2 separate regions of the Macaca mulatta genome follow, and region 1 is linked to region 2. A link is a contact called in public Hi-C data. All regions are on one chromosome and are shown on one strand. Each heading gives the region's core, a stretch centred on a gene start, on an enhancer-like site or on the middle of the called end of the contact. The rest is flanking DNA. Distances are from core to core; before and after follow the strand shown. Region 1 holds the start of RPL27A (ribosomal protein L27a). Region 2 holds the start of TMEM9B (TMEM9 domain family member B).

Region 1 (3,910 bases), core at 1,333-3,832, 270 kb after region 2:
GCTAAGCAAAAGAAGACAACCACCTTCCTGACCACTAAAACTACTCAATGGACATTAAATAGGCTGGGAAGTCAATTTAAAGCGCCCCTAGGGTTCTGGCCTCTTAAGATTATCTCCATATTCATGAGAGTTAAGACTAACACAGGGACCAGAACCCCCCACCAAGGACAGACAAAATATATCTGTTTTGGGGGAAAATCTCTTCAGATAATGTACAGCACTGAATATCGATGGAACGTATTAGGATTCTATTATCTGGGGAACATGAAGGGCCAAGAGCTGTGCTCGATCAGAACCAGCTATAGTTCAAGCACGAAATGCAAACCTGATACAACCTGGGCAGTGACAGTAGGCACTGTTACTGACAGGGAAATACCTATGATAATTCTACCACAGGAAGAATCGATGTCTGGTAGGTAACTGGGAAGTACAGGTTTTAAGATTAAGCCAGAGTTTTTGTAAGGGAAGGTATGGAAGTATAGAAAAACATCCAATTAACTTACCGATCGCACCACATCAATGATGGGAGCAGCCCCAGTCTTGTTTTTAGCAGCATTCACCCGTGTCTGCTCACTGACCAAAGTCCACAATTTGTCAAGGTTGACAGTTGGACAGAAGCTCTGGTTCCTCTTTAAGTGGTAATGCCTCATACCAACTTTCCCAAAGTAGCCTGGGTGGCTAGGAAGAGATAACAACCACCTTCATACACACTCCAATTAAGATGCTATGTTTATCATCTTTATAGTTACCTCCCCCATTACAGTGTAAATTGTTCACTGATGTAGAGCAGTGTCAGGCACATGATACATCTGTTGACTTAAACAACGGTTTTAAAAACCACCAAAGACTATCATGAGGAAAAGGCTAGTCTTATTTCCTGGAACCAGGATAAACCACTCACAATGTTAGAGGCAGGGCTGAGACTAAAATTCAAGCCACATAACAGCACTCTATGGAAAATCGACATACTCCTATAATAAAGGTCTTCCGAATAGCCAAAATTTATCATCCACTAGTTTGTGAGTAGGTGAATGTGAAGCATGTCTCTAACCTGGTGACTGACTGTGCCATAAGGCCCACAGCCAGTGAATAAGATCAGCAGTTACTCTCCGAGGACTCTAGCACACTCAGGCAATAGCCGATACCCAAGCGTGACTCTAGCCTCGATGACAGGTTCTCAGTTCACACGAAGTGTTAACTTGGTAAAAAAACAGCAGTAGGCAAGGCTTGCTTCTAAACTTTTTGTTTAAGCCAGCCCTCTCTCTGCCCCTACCTCCCAAGCTGTGTCAAAAGCAGTCCAAGGACACTTACTATTTGTCGAAGTTGATCCGGTGGTGATGCAGACCACCAGCATTACCGCGGCCTCCGGGGTGCTTCCGGTGCTTGCCTGCAGGAATACAAAGCTACATTGGGCCGGTGTGATGGCTCATGCCTGTAATCCCAGCACTTTAGGAGGCCGAGGCGGGCGGATCACCTGAGGTTAGGAGTTCGAGACCAGCCTGGCCAACACAGAGAAACCCCCGACTCTATTAAAAATAGAAAAACTAGCCGGACGTGGTGGCGCACACCTGTAATACCAGCTACTGAGGCAGGAGAATCGCTTGAGCCGAGATTTCGCCACTGCACTCCAGCCTGGGCGACAGTGATCAGTCTTTCCCCCTCGCCCCCCCCAAAAAAGCTACATGCACCACACAGCCTTCTCATGCCACTCAATACTTCCTCGTACAAAAGCCGAGCGTTTCCCCAGACGTCTGTGTCCCGCTTACGCTGTTCCTACCCTACCGATGCCGGTTTCAGCAATGCGATTACTTCAGGATTCCGGGTGAAACATCTTTTCAGGTTCCACATCACAGCATTCCCACAGTACTCCACGTCTTCAACTAACCTAACACCGTGCCTGCTCAATTCCTATTACTCCACTGATGTGAAATTCCTTAGAACTGGACTACTACAGGATCCTCAGAAAAAAATCAACAGCTGTCCAACTTGACCCCACAAAAAGGTCTTATTCTTATAGGCTACCGATCTCCAGACTAGCTAAGCACCCGAAGAGAGCCCAAGGCCCACCCCGAAGGGAAGCCGGCACTCACCTATGCGGCCGTGGCCGTGGCTCACGTGGCCCCGAAGTTTCCGGGTCTTCCTCAGTCTGGATGGCTGTGTGGAAAAAGCTTGGTGGTAAGGCCTAAGGAATTAGGGGCAGGGGGCGATGCCTGCCAGCTGTGAGATGGGCCTGTAAGCCTGTGGATCAAGGACCCAACTAATTGAGCGTTCGGTAAAGCTGAGGGTACCGATCGGCCTAGGGCCGTGCTCACCACGGTAGCGCCGGAGGCCGCGTGTCCTAGAGATCTGAACCGCGGGCCTAACAGACGGCTCCGGGAGCACCGCCCCGCGCCCGCGCCGGCCACCCTGCCCTGCAGGCGGCCATGCGCAGCCTGGAAGCCCCGACCATGGTAGAGAGTGGATGACTAGGGGCAATGGGAATGAGCTTAGGAGTCCCCGCCGGCAAGGAAGAGGAGGCAAGAAGCGAAACACCTACCATGTCGGCAGCCCAGACGAAAAAGGAAGGCCTTCGCCAAGTCTCGCGAGGTATCGGGCACGGGGGGCGGGGCCAAGTGCCTCACTTCCGGTCACAGAGGCCGGGCTTCGGGCGGGGCCTCTTGGTCTCGCGGGATTGCGCGTCTCCTAGTCGCCTCTTCGGAGTGGTGATACCCTTCACAAAATCTTGTGGTGGGGGTGAACGGTCTCGGTGAAGCCGGCTGTGACAGGCTCGGAAGACGAGAACTGTTGAAGAATCGGGGCTAGGTGTGCTGTACTGCACGCCGCCCATGCCTGCTTGAGCCGGCCCCTTTTCTGGCGCCTGGACCAGGGAACCGCCTAAGCCGACCCTAAGGGCCTCGGTATCAAGCTCCTCACCAAATGCGCCAGCCCTGAGCCGCCCCGCGCGCCTCCCCAGTTCTTAGTGGTTTGCTCGGGGCTGGTGAGAGTGGCGGCTGGTTTGTCTCCCGGCCGCAGTGCGGAACCGCGAGGCCCTGTTTAATCCTCAGTATGGCCAACTGGTGTCTCGCTCCGTTTTCTGAAGCTCGGGCGGCTCCCGAAATGCCTCCTCCCGCTCACACTCCTGAGTGGGCACTCCGGCTTCCTTTCTCTTTTGCCCTTCTGCTATCATTTGGTTGTCCTCTCAGGTTTGAGCAACTTAAATCGGCTCAGGGACTTAGATGCCTGGTTGCTTTATGGTTCTTTTAGTGCAGATATTGTAAATACTTTTTCTAAATGCCACATTTAGGCCAGGCGCGGTGGCTTACACCTGTAGTCCCAACACTTTCGGAGGTCGCGGCGCGAGGATTGCTTGAGGCGAGTAGTTCAACAACAGCCTGGGCAACATAGTGAGACCCTTGTCTCTACATACAAAAGTAAATAAGTAAAAATAAATGCTGTTTTTGAATTTTCTCCAGAATCTACATAACACGCCTGTGACCCTTTCCTGGACACAATGCAGACATAGTTCCTCGCTTCCCCACCTGTACCACCGTACAATCTAGTACAGCCCTTATGTAATTTATTGACCTACATTTGTCTTCCCTACTAGACCTAATTCCTTATGTGGTCAAGGACGGTTTTCTTTTATCCACACTCCACTAGTGATTGTTGAGTGAATAAATGAACTTACCCTCACCTCCCTGTCTTCGCTAATAGCAGCGTGTCTTCTAAGTCGGTTACTTCAGCCAGTGTTCAAGATCCCATCCCCTCGCTAGTCTATTAATAGATCCCATGGGAAAAATGAAATAAATTTTTAAAATCCCATCCCCTCAGTTATTCCCTGTGTGTATGTGTGAGCGTGAGTGTGTATTTATTTATATTTCTCTTGCCCCCTTCAGCTAAAATATAAAAATATCCAAAATTCTGGCCGGGC
Region 2 (4,027 bases), core at 1,314-3,813:
GCTGGGATTACAGGCGTGAGCCACCGCACCTGACCTGTTTTCATTAAGTATTCTAAGATACTGGGAAATCGGCAATACTGATTTAGCACCTCTAAAAGGAACTAAAAATTCTCCCCACTTTGGTACTCACCTGCATTGTGGTGTTTTATTTCAGGGACCCCAGTAACTTGTCAGAAGTAGTGGCACCAGCAGCTCTAGAAACATATTCTGTCCCCATACATTGTTGTTACCATGGTGAACACCAGCAAGTGATGCACTTAGGTGGCTTTACAGGCAGCAGTAGGCTTTACAGTAGGCTGAAAAATCCCACTAAACAGGGCTGAGTAGGAGGGAGCATCCTAGCAGGTGCACACAATGAAGAAGAGAGCTCATAAGACATTTCCAGAGTATGTTCAGAAATAACTGGAAGGATGTGTGTGTCTGCAGCCATAACCACTGGAGGCACAATACAAGGAAATCACCAATGCTGTGCATAACTCCATTTGTTCTCCTGGACTGGTGTTGCCTGGGCAAGTGCTGGGTAGATCAGAATGGATAGGATGAAAGAATTAAGGGGCATCCAGAGAGCTATTTGATCACTGGAGGGGAAAGGGCATGGGGGGATGCAAAACCTGGTCCAAGATATATTTGTCCAGATACATAAATTGTCACTTTGCTCCCTCCCCTTCTGACTTCCACACTTACAAAGAAGGTTCCTCTTCCTTTTCTAACCATCCCCCACCAGGGAATTTTTCAGGCCTTACAAAGAAGTGAGAGGACCCAGGCCAGGTGGGAGGGTACACCTGGACCTACGTCACTCTTTTTGAGGAAGGGTGTAGAGAAACTTAGTTATAAGGAAGCAAGGAAAATAGAGGAAGAAGGGTACTAAGAACAGTGCTGTCTATAAACAGAACAACTCCCGTGTGACCTGAAGGTCTAGGAAGACCCGAGGTCAGAACTCTTCACTCCCCTGCCTACTATGGTGCGCCAGATCCTGCCATTTGCACATCTTTGGACATCTCAGCAACCCCTCTCATGGTCAGAAATAAATCAAATAAGGACTCAAGTAGGTGCCTGATACTTTTCTTTTAGACTAACCAGAGGAGCCTCTCCCATTCCCCTTTTCCCTGGTCCCCACAAACACTGTATTGTTTTAATCTGTCTCCAGGTATAACGATAATAAGACAAAGTCCTTACCCTCAGAGAGCTCACAATATTTTGGTGGAGGTTTGAGTATAAAGGCAAAATGTGAAAACATAATTTTACTATAATGAGGTAAAGTTAAAGAGATTTGTGCAAACATAGAAGGGAGTGCACTTAAGTCAGGGAAGGTTTTCTGGCTTAGAAGACCCCTGACCTAAAGGAAAAGTAAGAGTTATCTAGATATGAGCAGGGCAGAACAAGAGAAACTGACCCCTCCACTTCGACTGAGTCACCTGAAATTATATTCATTTTTTGGCAGACATATACCTCCCCCAAACATTCGGCTCTAGTTGTGCCAGTTCTTCCCTGTCAGCCCTCTCCTTACCTTGGCCTGAGCCTTCATTGTCTCCAGTCAGGCAACTATCTCATAGTCACACTCCAGTCAGGGCAGCCACATTCTGTATTCTAGAACAGCACTTCCTAACAGCATTATAACATTTTCTAGTAGCCACATTTAAGAGGTCAAAAAACAAGTGAAATATTTTACTAATATATTTTATTTAACCCAATATATCTAAAATATTTAAACCATAGTTTTAAATTTTTGAAATATTTTACATTTTAAAAATACTGTCTTTGAAATTAAGTGTGTATTTTATACAGCACATTTCAATTCAGTCTAGCCACATTTCAAATGCTCAATTGCCACATGTAGCTAGATAGTGGTTATACCACGGAGCTCTAAAATGCTGCCCAGACTGAGCGTGGTTGGTGTTTCTCCATTAAACAGATGAGGCCCATCAGTCTGAGGCACAACTATGTATTTTCTCTAAGCCTCTGTACCCCCAAGGCCTTGAAAACAATTCGGAAGAGAAGACCTATGAGGTTTCAGGTACAGCAGGCACTCCCTTTAGATGCCAAGCCTAGACAACCCTAAACTGATGCCTAATGTGCAGCTGAATCACCTTTCAGCAATCAGATTCAGTGCCTCACCAACACATTCGACCCAGGGAGTCTCCAGTTTATCCTTTGGCCAGTAGAACACCCACTACAAAGTCTTGATAATTCATCAAAAGTGACAGCACCTTCACAGGGCAGTCTCGTGAGAGGATATCTAGCCCTGCCGCTCTGGTTCCTGTTGGGAACAATATCAGACACCTTCTTGTGTTAGATTCACATGAATCTAAGAATCACATGGGCGAAAAATATTCAGAGCATTCTGTTAAAACATTTCCACAAATTAGGAAAAGACCATCTTTAAAAATCTGTTCTTAGAGGTAAAAACAGGGGTATTACAGGGGGCATAATTTTAAATCTATTCCCTCATATTGAGCCAAGAACTACAAGCCCAGAGAAGGGAAGTGATTTGCCCAAGGTCATTCAACAAATCCCTAGTGGCTGTGATGATCCCTGCATCCTTGCCACTATCTCCCTTGTCTCCACTAACAAAAATGTTTCAATGGGAGAATGTGCCGATCTAAGGTACTCCTAAAGTACTCGCTGAGAATGACAGCCTTGGGGAGGCCAGTCGGCAGCCGTGAACAAGCACTGCCTTACCGGGGCGTGGCGCCCCAATTCGCCACCTCTTGGAGTCCTAGGCGGAGGATACTGCTGGGGCAGTTGTGTCGCCAATTCCACATCTCCCGGAGCCTGCCCCGGCCCAGCCCAGCCCCGCCGCTGTGACCCACTTCCTAGCTGCAGGCTGGACCAACGGGAGGCACACCGGGAGCTCCACAGGGAGGCCACGCCCACGAAGGCCGCTCACAGACTTAGAAAGCCGACGGGGTGCTGTGGCCAGGAAGCGTGTGGGCGGCAGGTTAGTACCGGAAGTGCAGAGACCACCCCCAACCTTTTGACTGGGAGAGAGCACCCCGGAAAAGCATGGCTTGGCCAGTTCCAGCCCCGTTTCCACGCTCAGCACCCGCCCTGCCTTTGCGCGAACAGCTCCGGCCCGCACGGGCCGCCGAAGGGCCCTGTGTGACACTTGGAGTTTGTTGGGGTCTCCGTGGGCGGGAGGACTTTCCAGCGCAATGGCGACTCCATAAGCCCGGCAGCTTCTGCGCCCGGGGAAGATATCCAAGAGCTGCAAAGCCCTACTGGGCCCAGGTTGCCACCCCAGAGGCCCCCTTCCCTGGGGCCTGGGGGAGGCCAGGACGGGCACCACGATATCCCAGCCTCCCTGCCCTTCGCACTGGGAACCGTTTCCGGGGCTTTTTGCATTTGACCCGGCGCGCGCGGTGACGCCTTCGCGTCCAGACGGAAGTGCGGGCGGAGGATCCCCAGCCGGGTCCCGAGCCTGAGCCTGAGCCCGAGCCCGAACCGGGAGCCGGTCGCGGGGGCTCCGGGCTGTGGGACCGCTGGGCCCCCAGCGATGGCGACCCTGTGGGGAGGCCTTCTTCGGCTTGGCTCTTTGCTCAGCCTGTCGTGCCTGGCGCTGTCCGTGCTGTTGCTGGCGCAGCTGTCAGACGCCGCCAAGGTGAGTCCCGCCCAGCCTCGCTCCTGACGGAAGCTCCTCCCCTGCCACCGGCCTTGCGGAAACTGGGTCTGCCAACTTGCTGCTCGGCCCATTCCTGACAGCCATACCCCTAGCCTCACAGCTCCGGCAAACCCCCGTTGCCACCAGCCGCGCCCCTCCCGACTGCCCGGCAGCACTCCCGCCCTCAACCCCGACAGCCAGGTAGTCAGCGCCCCACGGCCGTCCCCAGCCCCGACAGTGCCCACAGCCCGGACAGCAGCCCCCACCGCCCTGACATTTCCCTTCCCAGCCCCGTCTGCACGCACCTTACACTTGACAACCTTTTCACCTCCGAGAGCCTTTAACTTTCCACCCTAAGCCCTTGACAGTCCACCTGCGCCCTCCGGGCCAGCCTCACAGGCCTCGCATGCCCCAACCCAGAATGATAGG

The links. Hi-C and Micro-C count contacts between places; a contact is called where the count stands out from the background.
Region 1: a contact with region 2 is called in a Hi-C map of liver, with 3 times the contacts expected there. The contact joins the promoter of RPL27A here to the promoter of TMEM9B in region 2. A contact is called at or near these places in 4 of 14 Hi-C or Micro-C datasets (CD4 T cells, fetal cortex germinal zone, fibroblasts and 1 more).

What each region holds. Positions count from the first base shown.
Region 1 is chr14:56,836,522-56,840,431 of T2T-MMU8v2.0, forward strand. It overlaps RPL27A (ribosomal protein L27a), which reads right to left and starts at 2,583. Exons shown (of 5, transcript NM_001193567.1): 1 at 2,537-2,583; 2 at 2,091-2,154; 3 at 1,312-1,387; 4 at 504-678. The coding sequence starts at 2,539. LOC114672525 (small nucleolar RNA SNORA3/SNORA45 family) reads right to left here and starts at 1,168; the gene lies at 1,039-1,168. It also overlaps a transcript of AKIP1 not described here.
Region 2 is chr14:56,563,162-56,567,188 of T2T-MMU8v2.0, forward strand. TMEM9B (TMEM9 domain family member B) reads left to right here and starts at 2,564. Exons shown (of 5, transcript XM_015114906.3): 1 at 2,564-2,938.